Linked DNA regions of Mus musculus: all the other regions are linked to region 1. The links are chromatin contacts, called in public Hi-C and promoter capture Hi-C maps. All regions are on one chromosome and are shown on one strand. Each heading gives the region's core, a stretch centred on a gene start, on an enhancer-like site or on the middle of the called end of the contact. The rest is flanking DNA. Distances are from core to core; before and after follow the strand shown.

What was found. Promoter capture Hi-C pulls out the DNA fragments that hold promoters and counts their contacts. Hi-C and Micro-C count contacts between places; a contact is called where the count stands out from the background.
Region 2: a contact with region 1 is called in a promoter capture Hi-C map of pre-B cells. The contact joins the promoter of Ctsl here to the promoter of Ice1 in region 1. A contact is called at or near these places in 1 of 39 promoter capture datasets (pre-B cells) and 1 of 484 Hi-C or Micro-C datasets (CD4 T cells).
Region 3: a contact with region 1 is called in a promoter capture Hi-C map of pre-B cells. The contact joins the promoter of Rfesd here to the promoter of Ice1 in region 1. A contact is called at or near these places in 1 of 39 promoter capture datasets (pre-B cells) and 1 of 484 Hi-C or Micro-C datasets (CD4 T cells).
Region 4: a contact with region 1 is called in a Hi-C map of B cells, with 5 read pairs. The contact joins the promoter of Fam172a here to the promoter of Ice1 in region 1. A contact is called at or near these places in 2 of 484 Hi-C or Micro-C datasets (B cells and CD4 T cells).
Region 5: a Hi-C map of CD8 T cells shows a contact between it and region 1, with 8 times the contacts expected there. The contact joins the promoter of Arsk here to the promoter of Ice1 in region 1. A contact is called at or near these places in 1 of 39 promoter capture datasets (liver) and 2 of 484 Hi-C or Micro-C datasets (CD4 T cells and CD8 T cells).

What each region holds. Positions count from the first base shown.
Region 1 is chr13:70,634,383-70,639,059 of GRCm38.p6, forward strand. It overlaps Ice1 (interactor of little elongation complex ELL subunit 1), which reads right to left and starts at 3,252. Exons shown (of 19, transcript NM_144837.3): 1 at 3,135-3,252. The coding sequence starts at 3,215.
Region 2 is chr13:64,367,268-64,371,852 of GRCm38.p6, forward strand. Ctsl (cathepsin L) reads right to left here and starts at 3,253. Exons shown (of 8, transcript NM_009984.4): 1 at 2,969-3,253; 2 at 1,761-1,897; 3 at 849-971; 4 at 593-739. The coding sequence starts at 1,886.
Region 3 is chr13:76,015,851-76,020,954 of GRCm38.p6, forward strand. Rfesd (Rieske (Fe-S) domain containing) reads right to left here and starts at 2,712. Exons shown (of 4, transcript NM_178916.5): 1 at 1,671-2,712. It also overlaps the pseudogene Gm4165.
Region 4 is chr13:77,706,508-77,711,122 of GRCm38.p6, forward strand. It overlaps Fam172a (family with sequence similarity 172, member A), which reads left to right and starts at 2,183. Exons shown (of 10, transcript NM_001163419.1): 1 at 2,183-2,346.
Region 5 is chr13:76,095,921-76,100,512 of GRCm38.p6, forward strand. It overlaps Arsk (arylsulfatase K), which reads right to left and starts at 2,740. Exons shown (of 8, transcript NM_029847.4): 1 at 2,454-2,740. The coding sequence starts at 2,588. Ttc37 (tetratricopeptide repeat domain 37) reads left to right here and starts at 2,814. Exons shown (of 44, transcript NM_001081352.2): 1 at 2,814-2,909; 2 at 3,451-3,520.

The DNA.
Region 1 (4,677 bases), core at 2,002-4,501:
AGATAAAAAGGCAACTGTATATTCCATTCTAAAGAAAACAGGGGCCACCGACAGCAAGGTGTTCTGCAAGCAAAGGACTTTTCAGTTCAGAACAGGGCCCCTCTACCCTAAGACTCCAAGTCAGAATGAAGGCCCAGCATCAGAGCAGGTGCAACTGAGGGAAAGACTATGTGGACTTCTTCTGAGGAATGAGAAGTATCAACGGCTTCTCCTGCTATTTCTCTCCAGAGAAATTTAAGCTACACACAGCAAACACTTGCTGTGATGATGTTCAGTCATCTTTCTCCTCCCCACAGGCAAGCAACCTAGTTTCTCTGTAAGTCTTCTTATCTCTTTCTACTCCTCCCTATTCCATGCTTTCTTATTCAAGGGCTCAGACCCAGCTGACAGATTCTCTACAGAAGCTAAAGGCTGTCAGAGTTCAAGTGACTGAAAATACTACCTAACCCCTCCACCAGAAAAAGATTCTTATTATGAACTCCAAGCCCACAGAAACCTAAAACTGGCTTCCAGTCCCTTGGAAGTACATTAGGACATTCCAAATATATTTCACAAATATCTGAAAAATAGCTAAACCACCCCAGTCTAAGGTTTTAAAGCCCAGATTTCCAACAATCTTTCCACCTCAGCTTCCTTTCCTTCTTCCACCACACTTCATGTGGGTACTCAAGGGCTGAAACCCTGGAATCCTCCACATCCTGGACCTGAGAACCATTCAATCACTTCACCCGGCTCTGCTTCTTACACCCAGGGCTTTTCCTGCTATCATTCTGTCCCCTAGAGCTTTGACGAACTCCTCCCTTAATACTCACTAGATCACTTTAGTGAGATAATTTGCCTTTTATCAAACACAGCTCCCATTCGTCGATTCATCTTGTGCCTTCCACCTGTGACTTTTAAGCTTTTCTACATACTTTGCTTTGGTTACATTAATAGAGAAAAGCTTCCATCTCTCAACATACAGGATATAAGCACAGAGCCTCCTAGGATGTTCTACCATCTTGCCAGACTCACTTTGCAAATTAAATACAGAGCTCAAGCTAGCTCTGAAACACTACTGCCTGGAAAGCCTTTTCAGAAGCAACCCTCCTCTTGGTGGGAGCACAGCCCTGGGGCTCTTTTACTCTTGTCTGTGGCTGCTTTCACACCTCAGTGGCAAGTGAGCAGGTGTGAACAACTTCCCAAAGCACAGTTATTTATGATCTTGCCTCTTAAGGGAGAAGGTTTACAGACCAGGCCTATACAGAGCTAAAGGAACCTCTCCTTTATTCCCTGCTCCCCAAAGTGTGACCTGGAGGGAGGGAACAAAGGTGTCCTTGGGAAGCAAAAGCAGCAGCTTCCAGGCCAAAATAAAGACAGGCGGTGGGAACAAGAGACCCAGCAAACGGACTGGATGCAGGCTGTCAAAGAAGGAAGGCACCAGGATAGCCACCAGTTTCTGGCCTAAGCAACCTAAAGAAATCAATGGCACTGCTCACTCAACAGGACAGGGACTCCTGGTGAGCAGTGTGTGAATGCAGCTCTCCAGAGGGCTAAGAAGAATGGGTCACACAGCTGTCTGTTCAAATACCTGCAATGATTCACCACCACCTCATCCAGAGAAGCCCAAGCTCATACAACGGTGTGGGTGTATGAGAACCACACAACCAGGGCTCTTCTGGCTCTTCTGACCTCTGCAAATCCTAAATCTTCAGTCTGCTGTGGCCTCACCGGTCTTCTCAAGCACACCAGGAAAGCAACTACCCCAGGCCTTGAGGCATCCACTAGGATGTCGGGCTTCAAAGAAATCAACCGAACTCGCTCTCCTATAACCTTGTTCAAATACGATTTTTCCAAAGACCAGAAAATCTCAGCAGCCAAAAGCCTGGTCCTTACCCACTCTCCCCTCCTACTTTTGCCTGTTTGTTACCAATATGTTGCTTCTAATGTAACTTTCCTCTTCTCTTTGCGTACATTGTTATAAACTAGCAGGGGATCAAAAAATTTGAGTAAATAGGCTCAAAACACAAATATGGTCCATTAAAGAAGCGTTCCATTCAGAATCTTTTAAGGGAGGGGAGGGTTATAAGATGCCTACACGATGTGGCCTAGCTACAACATGGCTTGACTCTCCATCTTCTCTATGAGAGTGCCAAACCATTTCCTATTCTCCAAGCAACTAGAACATACGAATCGGCGCAGAGACATTGCACTTTACAATAAAAAGCAAACTTCCACAGATAGCTAGCTAGTCTGCATCCCTTATCTCGTCTCACCAACCCCGAGGCTGCCACAGGCTTTGCTCATCAAACATCAAGAAACCGTCCCACTTGTTAAAACCGATCTCCAGAGCTACTTTTCAACATTCACAACTCCCACTGCCTCAACACCACCTCACCAGAACCCCCTGACATCTTCCATTATTTCCTTCCCAACATCTAAAATCCTGTCGAGTCGTACTTGCGCACGTTCATCTTATCCGTGTCCAGGTGGTTTACCAGAATATGAACAGTGCTTAGAACACTGGGTAGAAAGGGGATGAACTGAACGGGAGCAAGGGCAAGTTCCGTTTTGCCACTGACAATAGGTGAATGGAACTCTAAGACAGAAAGCTGTGCGAGTCTCCAGCCCTGAGCACTGGGGACTATTTCTATTGCATCAGTAAAACCTAGAACCCATCTGCAGCGATCCATTGTTAAGAACAGGACATGACACTGTAACAAACTACCTAGACCCACGTATGTTTATTGGACAATTTTAATCAGACAACTAACATGCTACTTAACAAAAGCTAAGCTTGGCAGTATATTAATAGATACGTGTAAGCTAAAATGCAGTTCCGTTCCGGAATCTTGGAAGTCTAGCGACCTGGGCACGCAACATAAAACCCTTGCCTTCAAACAACAAATAATTAGGAGTGCGAGGAGGCCTTCATCACAGAGAGGAAGATTCCCTCCGCGCGTAGACAGCGTCACCCACCAACCAAACTGGGCCCTGCAAACCCTGAGTCGGGAAGACGAGGAGTCCTGAAGAGCACGCTCACTCTGTCCGCCGCCGGCATCGCAGCAGCTGAACCAATTCTGTCCGTGATTAAACAAAGCACCGGCACCCGCCCCCAAAACGGCGCAAAAGGGTCAGCCAGGGATCCTGCGTACCTGCTGCAGGGAGGCGCAGCCCTGACACCGCGCGAGGTCGGCTGGCCCGGGCGCCGCCGGGTGCGTCTCGCCGGGCATCATGGTGCTGCGGCCCGGCCTGCAGGGCGCGCGCTCAGGGGCCCGCTGCCTCGGCCCTGCTCCGCCGCCCCAGCCACCGCCAGCCTGGCCGCTTCCCGCCGGGCGCGGGCAGGTCCATGCGTGCGCCAAGGTCCCCGTGGAGCCGGCCTAGGGCTCAGACCAGCGAAGCAGCCCAGGGCACTTGAGAGCGGCGCAGCCCCGAGGGCCCAAAGCGACGACAGCACACGAGGTCCCCGCCCCACCCAGCCCCGCCCCCCGTCGGGGCTGCCCGCAGATCCGCCTGATCAAAAAGCCAGAACGAAGCGTGGTCGTACAAAAAGCAAAGCCTTAGGACACATCTTGGAAGAGATGAACAAGAGCCAGGGCCTGCCTTCACGAACTGTCTGTGCATCTGTCAGCTGCCTCATTACAGGCCCTGTGTAGACGCCTAAATCCCTTCAGCCTCCAAGGGGCGGGGGTTTTGCGATGTCATTGGCATGCCGACCACCGAAGGAGGACCCGAGCCTGGGTTTGGAAAGTGCGAACGCTTCTTGCAGAGCTACTGCACTATTCTCCCAGTAGACAGGCAGGGAGCGGAAGAAAAACTACAATTCCCGGAGTGCCTCGCAGCGGCAGGGTGAGCACCGCCTGGAGGCCAACCTCTAGGGCTCCATGCTCTGCTACTAACGTGTGGGGTGTGTCTGCACGCAGCCAACCAGACAAACCCCTTCGAGCCGGTTTCCCAGTCATCTTCACCCTTAGGCTGGAGAGGTGGAAAGAAGAAATCCTCATTCAGCTTTAAAAGCCACTTGAAATCAGGGCTTGAACTCTCGCTGACATCCTAGCATTGTATCCACTCTCCTCAGAAACTTTGTTGCCATCAGTATCTGTCTACTAGGAAGTTTCTGGCGGCTCCTCATCTTCTGGTTACAAAGTCCCAATCTCAACAACAGTGTTGCATTTATTAGTGAGGGTTCTCTAGAGTCACAGAACTTATGGGTAGACTCTATATAGTAAGGGAATTTATTGATGACTTATACTCTGTAGTCCAACTCGCCAACAATGGTCAGCAGCAGCTGTGAATGGAAGTCCAACGATCTAGCAGTTGCTCAGTTCCACAGGGCAAGCAGGCAAAGAAGAGAGAGCCTATCTTTCTTCATCTAATGTCCTTATGTAGGTCTCTAGCAGAAGATACGGCCCAAATTAAAGGTGTGTGTCACCATGCCTGGATCTGGGACTTGCTTTGTCCCAGATGACCTTGAACTCAGAGAGCTTCCAATCTTAATCTCTTGGGATTCATAGCCAGTATATGCCTCAAGATCTCCACGATAGGGGCTGGTCAGATGGCTCAGCGGGTAAGAGCACCTGACTGCTCTTCCGAAGGTCCAGAGTTCAAATCCCAGCAACCACATGGTGGCTCACAACCATCCGTAACAAGATCTGACTCCCTCTTCTGGTGTGTCTGAAGACAGCTACAGTGTACTTA
Region 2 (4,585 bases), core at 2,003-4,502, 6.3 Mb before region 1:
TTAAAAGTGTGTGCCACATCTCTCCCCACCCCCAGATATATTCATACTTAAAAAAAAAAAACAAGCCGGGCGTGGTGGCGCACACCTTTAATCCCAGCACTTTGGGAGGCAGAGGCAGGCGGATTTCTGAGTTCGAGGCTAGCCTGGTCTACAAAGTGAGCTCCAGGACAGCCAGGGCTATACAGAGAAACCCTGTCTCGAAAAAAACAAAACAAAACAAAACAAAAAAACAGTAAGACAGGAATCTGGGTAGGGCAATGTATGCCTGCAATCCACTAGAGAGATTAAGGCAAGAGGATCCTGGGTTTGAGGCCAGGCTGGGCTGGGCTGGGCTAGTATTGTGAGATCCTGTCTCATTCAGGATCCAAAAGAGCAGACAAAACAAAACACTGTGGTCAAGGCTAAAGCACAGAGGACAGAGTCTCATGGGGCCTGGCTCCTCTCAGGAGTTACTACCAGTTGATGGCTGCTGGGGGAGGGTAATCAAATCATTATCTTTAGTGATGCTGCACTCCCGCCCCTCCCCCACCTCGAGTCTCTTCCAAGTGTGGACCCTGGGGATCAAACTCAAGACTTCTCCCAGCCCTCATACCTGGTTCTTCACAGGAGTCACACAACCCTTTTCTCTCCAGTCCACAGACTTGGGGATCTTAAGCATCAGCGGTTCCTGAAAAAGCCTCCCCTTCTTGTGCTTCTGGTGGCGGTAGCCATTCACCACCTGCCTGAATTCCTCATTGGTCTTCCGGGAAGGGAGAAAAAAAAAAGTAGAAAAGGTGAGATAACTTTGTAGAAAGAAAATGGAGGAGAGGGCTCAAGAGTTCAAGAGTTCGCATCATGTCCCCACTCACCATGTCACCGAAGGCGTTCATCTCCATGGAAAAGCCGTGCTGCCCGTTGCTGTATTCCCCGTTGTGTAGCTGGATCATTCTCATGTTCTTCTCCCATATCGCTCTCCTCCACTCTTCCTCATTCTAGAGCAAGCACAGAACTGGCAGTTTTCATTTTTTGTTAATAGACAGGGGGAGCCAGATGTTGGCACAGGCTTTTAATTCCAGAGGCAGAGATGGTGCTGGAGAGATGGCTGTGTTTAAGACCATTTGTGGAAGACTCAGGTTTAATTCTCAGCACTCACATATGTTACTTTTTTTGAGACAGGGTTTCTTTTCTGTATAGCTCAGGCTGGCCTCAAACTCAGAAATCTGCCTGCCCCTGCCTCCCAAGTGTGCCACCACTGCCCGGCCATATGGTACTTTCTAACTAGTTCCAGAATGTACACAATACCCAGACATAAGTGTGGTATATATCACGAGTGACATATATCTCACTAACTAAATCTTAAATAAAAAAACCAATCCATCTGACCAAATGGATCTACTGGAACAGGAACAGCTACACACTCTGAAAGGCACCACTCCTCCCGAAAACACACAAAGGGATGTATGTGCTCTACTCTGCTCACAATGGATGTATGATTGGGCTATTCCTGCTAAGAGCTGGCCTCTAGAGACTACTCTCTGGCTATAAACTTCTGAGGGTTAGAGAGGGGGGTTGTGGGGGGAGAAAGAGGTGGGCAGTGGTGGCACATGACTTAAATCCTAGCACTGAGTTCACAGCCTGGTCCACAGAACAAGTTCCAGGACAGCCAGGGACACACAGAGAAGCACTGACTTGGAAAAACAAAAACAAAACCCAACCAACCAAACAAACACTTCCAAGGGCAAGGAAGACCATTCTCTCTAGACAATGTAAACACTACAAACCGTGCCATACAGTCTTCTGTGTGTGGACTTCCACTGGTGCCACTCTGCACTAAAGGTTTGATCAAATTTTGGAGTAGCTAAGGCTGTTCCCAAGCAGAGGACAGCCAAAAGGAGTAAAAGATTCATGGTTCAAACACCTAGGGAAGGAAAAAGAGGAAATGAGAATCCCACGGAAGCTTTCTCTTTTAAGGACAGTTTCTCATGTAGTTTAGGCTTTAAACTTTTTCAATGACCCATCTCTCAAGTTTAGGGATCCATGAGCCACCAGCCCAGCAGTAAACCGTTCTGAGTTGAAGCATCCTTGCACGTGTTAACAAATGTGATTATGAGTGGAGAAAAACAAGTCAGGAATTAATCTTTGGAGGTTCCTAGACTCTAGCTACTGAAACAAAAACAGCCTAGTAGTCATTGGAACAGGGGTAAACCCTTTTCTCTTGCTTTTTTTTTTTTAAGGATTTATTATTATACATAAGTACACTGTAGCTGACTTTAGACGCACAGAAGAGGGTGTCAGATCTCATTATGGGTGGTTGTGAGCCACCATGTGGTTGCTGAGATTTGCACTCAGGACCTTTGAAAGAGCGGTCAGTGCTCTTACCCGCTGAACCATCTCGACAGCCCCCCCCCCACTTTCTCTTATTATAGCGCCACGGTAGTCTTAAGTCTTCCGATATTGTATGCGTCAGAATCTTAAGAGGACAACTGGGTCCAGGTCATTTATTGACAAGTATTAGTGACCCCAAGTGGGCATACAGGAGTACCCAGAGGGTGGGTTGCCACCACACACTTTAACGCACAGCTGCACATCAGGCGAACTGAAGCCTCAAGGCGATGCCTCCTTATGCGATCTCAGTTCGGGTTAGGGGCCAAGCTGGGCCCGTCCGGGGGAGAGGGGGATGGGCGTCCGCTCCGCGCTCGCGGCCACCGCCCGCGAATGTTATGGCGGCACAAGGAGCCCTGGGTCCCGTGACCAGCTTGAGGGGGTCCCGCTGTCCCTACGGGTCCCGGCAGCCCGGAGTCACATGACCTGATGAAGACCCCGCTCGACAACAAGGGCCTATCACTTCGGGGAGGCCGAGGACACATCCTCGAGATCCTGGCCCATCCGGGGGTCTCCAGTCCGGGTTGCAGATGCTATGGTTCCCACATTCTAGATTCCCCTACCTGCCCTTGCTCGGGAAGCCTTTAAACCCGCGGGGGTCACTCACCTGAGGCGGCTAGCTGCGCACAAGAAGTCTGCAAACTCGGATCCCCGGAGGTCGCCGAGGTCCGAGAATCTGGAGGAACAGCGCCGGGCTCAGGCTTTAAAGCCTCTCAGGCTACAGCCCCGACAGGGCCCGCCCCCGCCCCGTCATTGGCTATGCCTGCCTCGGGGCGGAGCCTGCGGGAGTCCGGGCGCGTGACGCCGCCGGGTCGTAACCTGTCCTGTGGTGCAAGCCTTGGGGCGAGGCTGATCCACTTTGGAGGGTCCACGCCAGCGTGGTGCCTTGGTTCTGTAAGAAAAGCGTAGGAAAAAAAAGGCCTGCTGTGGAATTTCCACCTCAGCCATACCTTTCCTTTTGTATGAAAGTTGTAGATTAAAATGTGCAGGGTGGAGAGTTGCATAACCCGTGGTTTCTGTTTAACCCACAACAATGCTGATGTAAGTGGAAGAAGACAGAGCGGAGGACAGAGTCACCTCTCCAGGGTCTGGCTGGACGGGTGTCCATAGAATTTAGATCAGCACGTGGCTTCTAACGCCGCACTTCCTGCCTTACCTATACATGGATTGTTCCTTAGGAGCATTTCTCTCAAGTCTGGTAGAAATTCTTTTCGTGGCAGGCGGGGACGCGGCGGTGGGGGTGGGGTTGTAGGATGGTGGCTAGAAAAGAAAAGAAAAAAAGCGGTTGAGAACGATGGAGACTGTTTTCCTACTTTACATTATGAATTGTTTTTCTTACTTTCAATTTTTTTCTTTCTTTTTCCTTTTTTTTTTTTTTTTTGTCTTTTCGAGACGGGGTTTCTCTGTGTAGCCCTGGCTGTCCTGGAACTCACTCTGGAGACCAAGGCTGGCCTCGAACTCAGAACCGCCTGCCTCTGCCTCCCAAGTTTTGGGATTAAAGGCATGCGCCACTTCTGGAATTTGATAAATTCGCTGGAAAAGATATAAGTATGTGTTTGAGATAGGGGTTATAGGGTTTAATAATGTAGACCAGGCAATCACAGGCATCCTGGTTTTGCCTCTCAAGAGCCGGGATTAAAGCTATCTCCGAGCTATCCGCTTTAGTTTCCTCTTCCTCACTCAAGAAGAGTAATATTTAATAGAAGGCTGTAGTTGTGTAGCTTGAAGAAATTACTTGGATAGAGAAAAAATATATATACAGGTATAGGTAAGATTGAAAGAAAATAATTCGGTAAAGTGTAATTTTTTTTTAGCCATATAAGATTTTTTTTATTGGCTATTCTGTTTAGAAGCTTTATAATATTTGAGTTTGGTTAATTTCAGTATGTGATTTTTAAAAATTTGTATTGTCTTTTTTTTTGTTTTGTTTTTGTTGTTGTTTTTGTTTTTGAGACAGGGTTTCTCTGTGTAGCCCTGGCTGTCCTGGAACTCACTCTGTAGACCAGGCTGGCCTCGAACTCAGAAACCCGCCTGTCTCTGCCTTCCAAGTGCTGGGATTAAAGGCGTGCGCCACTACTGCCTGACTTGTAATGTCTTTTATAATAGTATTTAAAATATTTTCTGAGACAGGGTTTTCAGTGTAGCCTTGGCTGTCCTGGAATTTGCTCTATAGATGAGGCTGTCCTCAAAACTCACAGAGATCCGCCAGCCTCTGCCTCCCAAG
Region 3 (5,104 bases), core at 1,462-3,961, 5.4 Mb after region 1:
GGGAAATGCAAATCAAAACAACCCTGAGATTCCATCTCACAGTAGTAAGAATGGCTAAGATCAGAAACTCAGGTGACAGCAGATGCTGACAAGGATGTGGATAAAGAGGAACACTCCTCCATTGCTGGTGGTATTGCAAACTGGTACAACCACTCTGGAAATCAGTCTGGCAGTTCCTTAGAAAATTGAACAAAGTACTACCTGAGAACCCAGCTATACCACTCCTGGCCATATATCCAGAAGATGCTCCAACATTTAATAAGGGCACATGCTCCACTATGTTCACAGCAGCCCTATTTTTAATAGCCAGAAGCTGGATAGAACCCAGATGTCCCTCAACAGAGGAATGGATACAGAAAATGTGGTACATTTACACAATGGAGTACTACTCAGCTATTAAAAACAATGACTTCATGAAATTCTTAGGGAGATGGATGGAATTAGAAAATATCCTGAGTGAGGTAACCCAATCACAAAAGAACACACATGGTATGCACTCACTGATAAGTGGATATTACCCCAGAAGCTTGGAATACCCAAGATACAATTCACAGACTACATTAAGTTCAAAGAGAAGGAAAACCAATATGTGGGTACGTCTGTCTGTCTTAGAAAGGGGAACAAAATACCCATGAGACAAGATACAGAGACAAAGTGTGAAGCAGAGACTGAAGGAAAGGCCATCCAGAGACTGCCCCACCTGGGGATCCATCCCATCCATATACAGTTACCAAACCCAGACACTATTGTGGATGCCAACAAGAGCTTGTTGACAGGAGCCTGCTATAGCTGTCTCCTGAGAGGCTCTGCCAGTGCCTGACAAATACAGAGGTGGATGCTCTCAACCAACCATTGGACTGAACACAGAGTCCTCAATGGAGGAGCTAGAGAAAGGACCCAAGGAGCTGAAGGGGTTTGCAGCCCCATAGGAGAAACAACAATATGAACCAACCAGTATCTCCAGAGCTCCCAGGGACTAAACCACCAACCAAAGAGTACACATGGAGGAACCCATGGCTCCAGCAGCATAAGTAACAGAGGACGGCCTTGTTGAACATCAATGGGAGGAGAGGCCCTTAGTCCTGTGCAGGCTCGATGCCCCAGTGTAGGGGAATGCCGGGGCTGGGAAGCAAGAGTAGGTGGGTTGGTGAACAGTGGGAGGGGGTTTTCAGAAGGTAAACCACGAAAGGGGATAACATTTGAAATTTAAATAAAGAAAATATCTAATAAAAAAGAAATCTCTTGAAGAACAAGAAGGAGAAGGAGAAGCAGCACTGATACTTTCCAGGGAAGCTAATGAACGTCACGTTGAGTTATGAATCCTGCTGCTGTAGTCTTCCTACTAGGAAAAAAATAATGCCTTGGCTCTCCCTCCAAAATCACTGTTTTTAAAGTGCTATAGTGCTGGAGAACATAATTTTTAATACAGTTTTTGACAAAAAAAAATAAAAATAAAAAATGTTCTGTTCTACCATTGTCTTTAAAAATAAAAACTGTTTTGTTGTTCGTAGATCCCTAAAATTAGATTTCTTAAAGTGAGAATTCCATATAAAACTATTTGTTTTAGATAAGTGGATGGCCCCGACAGTTTTAAACACCTTTCTAATGTAGATAATTCATTCAAGTATAAAGTCACTGAAGACAAAAGACATGAAATTAAAGGTACTCACACTCATGTGTCACTCCTCTTGAGCAATGACTCAGGGACTCTTAGAGTGGGGACCTGGCCCACAAATTATCACAGTGCTTATCTCCAGGGTGACACCCTGGCTTTTAGGCTCAGGGAAGGGAAATGCTTTAGTCAGTAGCAGTTTGATGATAATAAATACATTTGACTAGCTACATTTCACTACCGCTTGGACACTTTGCGTGTAAATGTTCATTACTCCTCACAAAATTAAATATCTGTAAGCTCATATGTTGCTTGGTGTAACTTTCGTGTCACTAGCAGCCAGCGATTTATAAAAGAAAAGAAACAAAAAACAAAAAACATGTGGCCTGAAAGAAAATCATCTTGAAAGTCACAAAAACCGTTCGGCAAAAACGTATAGAGAGTTTTATATTCGCAGTGCACACATGTATCGGAAAAGATGGTTCTGAATGTTTATGTAGGAATGCTAATGTACAAGATTGTCTTCACAAATATCTAAAGTAAAACACTTGCCCAATTTAATGAAGCCGTGCAGCTGAGCGAATTACTGCCAATGTCTGGTATTAAAGATGACAAGGCGTTTCACCAGCGTCTGAATCCCGGACTGCTTCCTAAGAGGCCTGTATCATAGGGTGTGCAGAGGACAACCACGTTAAGGCACCTCTACTCTATACAGCTGGGTGCAACCGCAGGAAGCGCAGCAAGGCTGGTAGCCACCCCCATGGCTTTAGCAGTTCTCAAACCAGTTTTATTTGCTAAGAAGACAGGCCGCAGCTGCTAGATTGAGCGGCGCTAGGGACAGCACGGCAACCAGCAGTCGTCCCGACGGCCATCCCAGGAGAATATTTGGGGTGCGTGGGACGTCAGAAGGATTCGCTTTCATAGTTTATGGCACAAGTGCGGAAAAGCCTATTTAAATGGCTGCAGGTCCCGGCTGTGGCCCAACTGTCAAGGCGAACAGTTCACTGAGGCTCTTGCCAATGCCAGTCCACGAGGGTCCAAACGCTCCCTGCTCAGACACCCGAGGACTCGGAACCGCTGCCAGCGGACGCAGGAAGTGCAGGCCCGGGCGGTGTCCGACCGGAAGCAGCAGCGTGCCAGAAATCTCCGCCCCGCTCCCCTCACCCAATTCCCGCACCGCGAGAACCTAACTTACTGTGCTGGGGTCCTCGCCCCGCCCTCAACACCCAGCTCCCGCAGCCCCTGCGTCCTGCGCCTGCGCGACGCGAGTTTGTGAGGAGGCGGGGCAGGGGTCACGTGCTAGGAAGTACTGGCTCCCCTCCCGTCCCTCCATCAGGCTGCTGTCCTGTTTGTGGAATTTTTCTAGCTCTTGTGGGATATGAGTAGGTGCATCATTTTCTTTCTCTTTTCTTTTTTCAAAGAACGATAATCGGACTCACTCTAAATTTATCCAAATTTTAAATGCACTCAGCAATCTCATCCCTAAGCGAAATAATACCTAGAACATGGGAAAACTTTACAGCCATATACTGTATACCCAAAGGTCCAATTCCATACACTACACCATACAGGCTCCCATGTGTAATATGCTCTCTTTAACACAAATAACTCATTGCTTGAGATACAAATAGGTTAAGTATTTGTGTATACCAAAGCTTTTAAAAATTACTAGATTTAAGGGGAGATGGTGTGTTTTCACTTTCAATTTCTCTTTCAGTGTTACATTAAGAGCAACACAATAAGAACTCCCCATACTTATGCTCAGAGGTGCAAGCTAAATGAGTCTTACTGGTTTGCAAGCATTCTCTGTAAACTGGCACGTGGCAAGCTCTTATAGAGCCCACAACCCGGGCTGAAGTTGATCACTTGAACCCAAGTGTTGGGCAGCACAGACACCCTGCTTTAAAAAAAGAAAAAAGAAAAAAGAGGCCAGCAAGATGATTCATGGAGTAAGGGTGCTTGTAAACGGGACAGCCTGAGTTGTAGCCCAGAGCTCATTTAATGATGTAGGAACTGACTTAACAAACTATGCTGTAGCATGCATGTCCCTGCTCACACAGAATAATAAGGATTTTTTAAAATTAATGATCCTTTGATTCAATAGCTCATAATCTTGGCTAGGCTTTAGATCTGCCTAGGAATTAAAACAAACAAAACCAAAAAACAATAACAAAGCAACTTTGCCCAGTATACCAGATCAATGAAGTAAAAATCTTAGAAAGGATTCAATATATATTTTTGTTTTTTAATTTCTGAAAGCTTTTCATTTTTTCCCTCCCAGAAAGACCAACTGCAATCAGAGGGAGTGAAAGGTCAAGATTTTATTCATAACAAAATCAGCTTAGAACTGGATCACTTGGCCCTTTCTCTTCTTGTCGCCTCACAATTCAAAATGCTCACATCTCTTAATAGCCAGCATCCTCTTAGATCTGCAGTTGGGCTCAATGCACTCCAGTCTCAGCACAATCTTCTTTGTAGAAGCCTTTTTGCGGAAAATAGGCTTAGTTTGTCCACCATAGTCACTTTGTTTCCTGTCATAACGCTGCTTACAAAGAATCCTTGTCCTTCTTGTACTGTGTCACCTTGTGGGGTTGGTCCTTTCCATATTTCTTACAGAATATCTGGTGGACCCTAGGCATGTTCATCATGTTCACAGGATCACTAACTTCCAAAATTATTACACTGTGAATCCAAAATTGGACGTTGAAATCTGTATTTAACATACTAACACAGTGATTTCAGTGCCCCAAAGGACTGGGGACCTGAGACTCAGGGGTCTTGTTCACTTATCCTGGTGTGTTGCATACATTTTTTTTCTTTCAAGACAAAGTTTTGCTGTGTTATCCAGGTTGATCTCAGACTTGTGAGCTCAAATGATTCTCTCAAATCACCCTCCAAGTTTTCTCAAGTCACAGCACTCACAGGTGTGTGCCATCATATCTGGCTTATCCAAATATTTACAAAATGAGCCCCAACAAGTAAAACACAGAGAAGTCCAGAATAATAGCTCAGTGTTAGTTTCCTTCATACTATTCTGTTCACTATATAGTTTTAGGATAACCAGTGATATTTTATAGAACAATGTTTGTCTTGGATAGGGGTTTACTGTTGTGAACAGACACTATGACCAAGACAACTCTTATAAAGAGCACCTAACTGCGGCTGGCTTACAGGTTCAGAGGTTCAGTCCATTATCATCAAGGCAGGAACATGGCAGTGTCTAGGCAGGCAAGGGCCTGGAGGAGCTGAGTGTTTTACATGTTCTTCTAAAGGTAGACAGGAGAAGACTGGCTTCTAACCAGCTATGACAAGGGTCTTAAAGGCCACACCTACAAAAACACACTTCCTCCAACAAGGCCACACCTACTCCAACAAGACCACACCTCCTAAGAGTGACACTCCCTGGGCCAATCATATTCAAACCACCACAATGTTCCTTTTCGTCATTGATCAAACACAGGGTAAGTATCACTTTAAAAAGTATTAAAGACT
Region 4 (4,615 bases), core at 933-3,432, 7.1 Mb after region 1:
AATCCTACTAAAATCAGGGGGCAAGACAATGTTGCCCACTCTTTCCCTATCTATTCAATACAGTATTTGAAGTTCTAGCTAGAGCAATTAGACAACAAGTGGAGATAAAAGGGATACAAATTGGAAAGAAAGAAGTCAACGTATCATTATTTGCAGATGATATGATAGTATTCATAAGCAACCCCCAAAATTCCACCAGATACCTCCTACAACTGACAAGCAACTTCAACAAGGTGGAAGGATATAAAATTAACTCAAAAATATCAGTAGCTTTCCTTTATATAAATGATAAAAATGCTTATAAGAAATTTGGGAAACAACACATTACACAATAGCCATAAATCATATAAAATATCGTGGTGTAACTTTTACTAAGCAAGTGAAAGATCTATATGACAAGAACTTCAAATTCCTTAAGAAAGCAACCAAAGAAGACTTAGAAGATGGAAAGATCTCCTATGCTCATGGATTGGTTTGATGAACATAGTAAAAATGGCCATCTTACCAAAAGCAATCTACAGATTTAATGCAATTCTCACCACAATTTCAACACCATTCTTCACAGACATGGAGACAGCAATTATCAACTTCATATGGACAAACAAAAACTTCAGGATAGCCAAAACACTTCTCAACAATAAAATATCTTATGGGGAATTGCCATCCCTGATTTCAAGCTGTAAATAGTTTCAATGTATGCTTTATTGTGACATTGACTGAAGAAGCAGTAGTTACATATTTTGTCCAATGTTTCTCCTCAAGGTTAGACAAGGATTATCCATTTATAGGAGGTTTGATTTTTGTATGTATTTGTGTGTGCCTGTGTGAGCTTATGTTAGCCACTTGTGTATATAACTCACCAAAGGCCAGAGGGCATTGGATTCTCTGGAACTGAAGTTGTAGGCATTTGTTGAGCCCAGCCCAGGTTCTCTGGAAGAACAGTAAGTGCTCTTAACATGTGAACTCTCCCTTGAGCCCCCTCAGGTTTATTTTTAATGAGCTTGTTTATTTTGGTCATTCTATCAAAATGAAAATGTTATGTTGCTTTTCATGATTTAAAAAACCCTGTTTGAAACACAAAATTCAAGTTGCTTACTGTAATCAAAGCTTTTCTTCAGTTGTAAGTTCTACCCTACAAGCCACTTGAGCTGCAGCCTGAAATGAAACCCTAAACTTTGTAATGTTATGGGCTCCACCCAGGCATTCTTGGCTTATTTCAGTAAGTTATGTTTTTCCTCAGGAACACCCTGTTACATTTTTCTCCATCCATACATGTCCTTACTGCCCTCATGACTTCCCATTAAGTTTCTCCAAATAGTGCAATGAATAGATATTAATTTATTCAAATGATGTTTATTGTATATTTTGTGACAGGCATCTTGTCCTGGTTGAGGATACTTAAAAGGCAAGATAAAATCACTGTTTTCATCCAGTTGACATTTTAGTGGGTAAGAGCACACTGCCAATAAATTGCATCACTCTTTGTTCTGAAGGAAGCAGGAGTTGAGTTTAAGAGATACAAATTATGGGAGTGAGGTACAATATACTTTCAAGAATTCTGGAACTCCCTGTCTGGTAATATAACAAATATAGGTTTGCTAGCTACCAGCCTTTCCTCACAGTTACCGAGGTGTCAGTCATAGCTTCGTGTCTTTAGTAAATGCTTTGACCTTAATTGGCAAAATAATGGTTTTGGGATTAAAAAACAGAGAAAACATCAGAATACCATATAAAATATTAAAATCATTTGTGTCTATTGCTCACCACTATTCTACCCTAAAGAGAAGGATTTTTAGACCTTTTTTGGATAAACAGAACACCAACATACTTCTCATTTGAGTTAGCTCTCAATAGGATATTAGGGTTAACTTCCTGTCTTAATTTTGTGATAAATACAATTTTTCAAACATAGGTCTCAACTTGAATATCAAGGGTGGGGTGAATTTACATGAACCATGGACGGACATGGGGAATTCGCTTAAGGCCAGCATCACAGAGAATATTGAAATTCCTCTTTCAGAACGAGGCTTTAGGATAGTTTAGAATAGCAGCGTACGACAGGGACATGCCACAACAACGCACACCACACACACACTGCCCTCTGAGCCTCAGGAACAGATGTAGAGGTTCGCTCCGCCCATTTCCGGGTTCTTGGCGCCGCGGCCGTCGCATGCGTAATGACGTTTAAATTCCCTGCAGACCCGGAAGTGCAATCGAACTTGGTCGGGGCGCGGATCTTGAGAGAGAAAGTCCGAGCCAGGGCGCAAGGGAGTTCGCCCAGAGATCTGGAAGGCCACGCCTCCTCGCACCTACCCTCTCAGCATTGCAGCTGGGGACAGAGCTCAGGTAGGACTGCGCTGGCCACCTCTGCCAGCCGCCGCAGGGGCGAGACCCCGAGGGGCTGGCCTGGATGGGACTCGGGCGGGATGCTGGCGCCGGGATCCTGACTGTCAGAAGCCACGCGTCCTCTCTGGGTCACTTCTCTTACCTATGTGCAAGATCTTGCAAAAGGGCTGCCTCACCTGCCTTGTCCACTCTCCAGGCAGGAGGAACACGTGTGACCTGGGGTGGCTAGCCTGAGTCTGAGTCCCTGAAGCTCTGGTTTTCACCAGATACCTTAGATAGAGGAAGAGACCCTCCACTTACAGTATTGCAGTTGTCTGGTTGAAGTTGTTTTTAGTTGTTTGTTTTCATGCAAAGATTGTCAACCACCAAAGCTGTGGCATGCATTAATAGCAAACATTGAAGTGTGCTTATAAAATGCCCTCAAAAACTTGTATCATGTGTAGTTAGTAGGATGTGTACATTTGTCTGTAAGTTTCTTATTTCTGAAGTAGACCACATCACGTGCTTCTCATTTTCCCAAAGTGTCTGTCTTTGGAGTCAAGTAACTTCTGCCTAAGAGTGTTTGGGCTATATTTAAGAGACAATTCGTACTGTCCATTCTCCCCAAATTCTCAAAAAAGCTGCATTGAAAAAGTTCTGTGGCCTGGACCAGTTACTGCCTTGTTTTGAAATAGCTCCATTGTGGTGGTGCTCTTAAAGCTCATGGTTGGTCTTGTCTTAAAGCACTGTCAAAGTATTCTGTTTCTCCTTATTCTTTTTCCTTTCTTGTGAGGGACAGATACCCCTTTTCATTCTCAGACTAAGTCAGAGCAGGCTAAATTCGGGTTTCAATGTCATTGCACTGGTATGCACTGGTATGGTGCATTTTGTAAGCTTTCCTACTTTTAAACTCGGAGTCTGGTCCCTTAACCTGTCAAAGAGATGAGAACCGAAGGGCTGCCTGGAATGGCTTTTTGGCCGAGACTACAGCTGCACTTGTACATAGAGAACAGAATCCAGGCCAGGAGGGAAATAGAATTTATAAAGCTTCGAGCATTGATCTAGTCATTCATCTATTTGTATTGACTAGCCGCTAACAGTATGTCTGATAATGTGCTGTGTTCGGCGAAGATAGTAGTGAACAATACAGAAAGTTCTGGACTGGTGGTGGGTGGAGATCAATCCTCATGCAGATGCATAAACAGGAGTGAGAAAGGTAGCGAGGAAAAAACGAAGCAAGTGGAGGAGAGAAGGGGCTGTTGAGTACAGATCCAAATTAAGTGAGGAACTGGATTCCACAGTTATGGGGGGTATGGTGTAGTTGAGTACAAAGGCTCTAAGGTTGAAATACATTTGTTATCACTGGAGTAATAAAGATATAGGGCTTAGTAGTCTGGAGAAGGCGTATTCAGTGACTTGTTACATTTATGATAGTTTGTGCTTATTGATCACCAACTTAGTTAGCTTTGGGAGGAGAATCTAGGGTCAGTACACATGTAAAGGTACTTCCATGCTCAATAAAGAGCAACATTTAGTCAGTTAATGTCATGTATGTTGCCCTTTGTTTTTGTTAGATTGGATTTGCCCAATAGTGTCAGTATTTAGTGAATATGTCTCTCCTCTGTACCAAATTTACTTTTCATTTTCTTTATCATTATAGTAAAATGTACCTAATAAAATATTTTAGTTGGGCAGTAGGAGGCATCTCTGACAACAACAACAACAACAACAACAAGAAAAACAACAACAATTTCAAGACTTCAGTAATGCAAATGATGTTCATGTTGTTGAATAGCTATCATTGCTGTTTGTCTTCAGTACTTTCTCATTTTCCTGGATGAACTCTGTAACATATTAAATACTATCTCCTCATTGCTAACTCTCTTAAGCCCCTGGCAACAATGGAGCTTCTTTCTGTGTCTATGACTCTGACTATTGTGGACATATCATATGAGTGTACTCACACAGCATTCGTTCTTTTGTGACTGGCTTATTTAACTTAGGACAATGTCCCTACGTTTCAATTGTTATCGCATATGTCAGAATGCCCTTCCTTTAAAAGCTGAATATAATAATCACTGTATAAATGTATCAGTTTTTATGTATTTGTTTACCTGTGGATGCTTGAATTGTTTACTTTTTTGGCTACTACTGTAAATGATACAGCTGTGTGCACAAACATCTGTTTACCTTACTTTCATTTCTCTTGGTTATATATCCTTAAATGAAGCTGATTAAATGAAAATTTGGAATAGTTTACATCTTGAATGCTCATCTTTTATGGTTACGT
Region 5 (4,592 bases), core at 1,490-3,989, 5.5 Mb after region 1:
TTCTTGATTAATATGGGATTAATTAATGATTGGTGTGGGAATGTTCACCTAACTGTACACAGCGCTACTCCAGGGCAGGTAGCCCTGGGTTATATAAGAAAGCCAGCTGAGGAAGCCACAGGAGCAAAGCCAGTATGCAGTCTTCCTTCGTGACTTCTGCTGCAGTTCTTGAGCCTTAAGTTCCTGGCCTGACTGGATGGAGTGTGACCTGATACTTTAAAGATGAAACAAAACCTTTCTTCCCCAGCATGTGTTCAGTTACAATGTTTTATCACAAGAGATTCCCCCACAGACATGCTCATAGGTCAGTGTGATCTAGTGATCTAGGCAATATCTCTGGGATAACTTTAGGCTCTATCAAATTGACAATTAAAGCTAGCTAGAAAAAGCATTATCCTGTTAAGTAGTAAAAAAATGACTTATCTGCTATGGCAAGGCCTTAGCATATTGTGTGCCTTATCTTACTTATCTACCACGTCAAGTTATATTATGGGAGATTCCACAGTATATATTCCTGTCCCGCTATTTACTTCTGAAACCAGTGTGGCTGCAACAGTGGGGAGGTGCAGTGTGTGTGGAAGCAGGGTTGTAGGGGGTGCCCTTGTCCTTTAAGGTCCAGGCAGAAGTGCTTTTTATCCAGATATAATTTATATACAACTTACACATTTAAAACGTGCAACTCAAAGGTTTTTAGTGTATCCAGAAAGTCATTTAGAACATTTATATTATTCCCAGGAGCACCCTTAGCCTTCACCCTGGGCTCATTTAAAACTGAGGCAATTACGAACATGCTGTCTGTCTCTACATAGCTGCTTTCTTTGGACATTTCGTATAAATGGATTCATATAAAATATAGTCTGTCATCATTTATTTTGAGGACATAGTTTTCTAGGTCCAGTCACACTGTAACAAGCATGAGTTTTGGATTTCTTTTCTGGTTGCTGAATAATACTACCAAATTCCATCTATACACTTACCAGTACATGGCTATCTAGGTTGTTTTAACTTCTCATCTTCTAGAATAATCCTGTCATGTAGAAGCTTTGGTGCAGACTATGTTTTCATTTCTCTTGGACACAAACACAAGCATACATATCTAGGAATAGAATTGCTGCATTGCATAGTAACTCTATAGTTAGTCACTGTAAAAACTGTCAAATGGTTTTCCAAGGTGGCCACACCACTTTACAAAGCATCTCAACAGCCGTGTATGAGGTTTCTAATTCCTCCATATTCTCATTAACTCTGGTTATTGTTTATGGTGTGTGTGTGTGTGTGTGTGTGTGTGTGTACTAAAGAACTGACATATTAACTGTAAAAAACAACAGGCCAAGCACAACAGTTTCATACTCTGATCATATTTACCTCCACATTCCCTCCTCCCCACCCTTGGCTCTTCCCATATCATCTCACATGACTTCCTCCTATTTTTATGCCTTTTGATTCTGGCTATCCTTATGGGGATCAATTGGTTTGAGCTACATTTCCCTAATGATTAATGAATCTAAGCTTCTTATGATGGGCTTATTGGCTATCTGTGTATATTCTGTGTAGGAATGTCTTTTCAAATCCTTGGCTCATTTTAAATTGCCTAAACCAAGATTATGACAATTTACACTTCCATTGTCTTGAAGGAGTTTTATAGCCTTAGCTTTTACATTTAAATCATTGACTAACTTTTGTTTTTACACATGGTGGAAGGCAGGACCCAATTTTGTTCCTTTCCATGTATATATTTACTTTTCCAGCACTACTTGTTTATAAGACTATTTCTGGACTCTTAATTCTACTCTACTGGTCTGAATATTTATTGTTCTGCATGTAAAGTACTATTGTGGCTATTGTAGCTTTACCATTAGTTTTGAAATTAAAAGCTTTTTTTTTTTTTTTTTAAATCAGTCTTCTTTTTCATGTTTTTTTCCCCTTCCCAATTCGAGGTCCTTTCACTTTCCATATGAATTTAAATCAAATTTAAGGTGATGCATACACAAATAACTTCTTTAAATCAGTGCTAACACAAGTATAGAATGTCTAGATTAGTGGTTCTCAGCCTTTCTATGCTGCAACAGTTTAATACAGTTCCTCATATTATGGTGACTCTCCCAACCATACGATTATTTTTGTTGTCACTTCATAACTGTAATTTTGTTAGGTATGAGTTGTAATGTAAATATCTGATATTTCCGATGGTCTTAGGTGACTTCTGCAAAAGGTGACTCGACCTCTCCCAAGGGATCGAGAGCCACAGGTTGAGAATTGCTGGTCTAGTGAATAAAGTTCAAGGAGCAAAGCCCAGGAGTTAGAGACTGGCTTCTTTCTACTACTTTATTAGTATGCACATGCGTGCTTGCAGGTGTGCGCATGCGGGACCTCTCAACCCCAGGGTCCTGTTCCCTGTGATGTTTCTCCACAGGCTCTGGGCGGTGTCTGCTCCCCGTCCTTTGGGTACTTACGAAGGAGTCACTGGCGACCAGCACCACGTTGGGCGCCTGGTTCACTTGCATCCTTTTCTTCTGTGTTCTGGGGGCCGGTGCTGCGAGTGCTAACGCTGCGACCACCGACACCAACAGCAACAGCATCGCGGGCATGGCCGTTCAGAAGCGGCTGCTGAGCGGGTCTCCTGTAGCCTGCTCTCCAGTCATGAGCAGGGGCCGGACTCTAGGGACAAGACTAGAAGTTTGGCTTACAAATACAGAAGTAAATATGAGCGGCACCTAGAAACTACACCTCCCATCAGGCCAAGGGCAGGCGCATGCGCAAAAACCAATCGCGCTCAGCCCATGTGAAGACCGTTTTAATCAAATTTCGAGCTAATGATAGCTCTGCCAGTTCCTCTCACTCAAGCGATGTCTGGGGAAGCGCGCATGCGTTGTTCAGACTTGTACTTTGTGGCAGTCCCACATGCCCAGGTGGGTTCTGATCGCTTCGGTTTTGGCAGAAGTTGAAATCTAAAGGCAGTAGAAGTGGTATTTAGGGGGAGAAAATACTGAGCATGAGCGTGATGTTACGGGCTGTCTTCCTTTTGTGCGGGGCTGAATGTTCGCTGACAAAGTGAACTTGGCGGTGATGAGGTGGCAGTGATTCTGTCACTTGAATTGGATTGGGTTGTGCCTATATGGGACTTTAGGCTAGGTCACCTCGTGTGTGGTCTGGGTAGTGGTGTGGATTTCTGCTGCGTTCCGGAACCCTAGTCAGGAAGCCCCCCTCATCGTATTTCCTCCGTTTGCCGACCTGTAAGGATTATGCTCATGTGGGTTGAAGAGCGGGCCTAATAAGTTTCAGGTTCCAGATACGGAACAGCTTGGCTGTTCTTTGTCTTTGGAGTAGCAATAGGGACCGGTTCTAAAAGGTACAGATGTGGACTGTGTGAAGTGTGCGGTTAATTGATGTATGCTCGGAGTAACATTGTTGGGTATAGAATAATCAGCTGTTCCTTTTTTTGATTGCTAGATTCCTTTGGAGAATTCTGGAAGAAGCACGTTTCTATTTTCAAGTCAAATTATTCACTGATAAGTTTCAGGTATATATAATTGTACATTACACCACTTGTGTTGATTTTCTGGCAGGAAAAGGAGGAGTAATGCTATTTATTTAAAATCTCAACTCTCATATCTGGCAGCCTTGTGTACAGATTAATTGTAATAAAACACCTTACACATCTAATACAGAGCGGTATGTGTTTAGTGTCTGTTAAGCTTTACTGTATATTTACTGTGTAGCATGCTTTACGTGGAATGTACTCCTTAATCTTCACTTAGACTACTTTACAGATGCGAAAACAGAGAGGTTAAATAACTTTTCAATAGCTTATCTAAGTAGATTACCTCCTAAACAGGGCACACTCCCCAGAATTGTGTTGAGTAAATTTGGAATGTAGGACATACTTTACAGAAACAATATCAACTGGTGCTTAGTTTTATAAAAATTACATTTGGTATTCTTTTTTTTTTTTTTTTTTTGCATAGTAATGATTCGTTGAACACAGATGATCCTTGAAGGCTCTGTTTCTGCAGGCCCTTGTTCTGAGGACAGAGCACATCCTTTTCTTCTTTCTGTAATTGCGGTGTCAGTGAGAGCAGGCGCTGTAGCAGGTTGGTGGAATAGGTATTTTAGGGACGCAGTTTCAAAGGGCTGCTAGAACCTAAGAGGTTTCTAGTACTTTTCATCAGACACGAAGTGGGGCATATAAAGGTCCTCCCTGCTAGCTTGTCCAGCCCATACTTCACCTTCCCTGGTGGGAAAACTTCCACTGAGCAGCTCGTTCTATACTCGTGGAGGTTTAAGTATTAAAAGTTCTGATTTAGAGCTGAAGACAGTCTTCTGCTTTTAGCTACTCATTAATTCATTGTGCTTTGATATTACACTGATAAAAGCCTGCCTTCCTGTTTCTTCTCCAATAGTAGTCTTCTCAGTCCTGCTAACTAGTCTTCAGCTAGTTATTGCTTTACTGCAGGTTGCTTCACTTCTTTTTGTTTTCTCCTGGAATCTTAACCTTTTAAATTTAATTAACTAATTATTTTCCTGTACATAGCCACTGCAGCTTCCTTTTCCTCCTCTCAGTCTCCTCCTCTTTCCTCCTCTCCCCTCTTCCC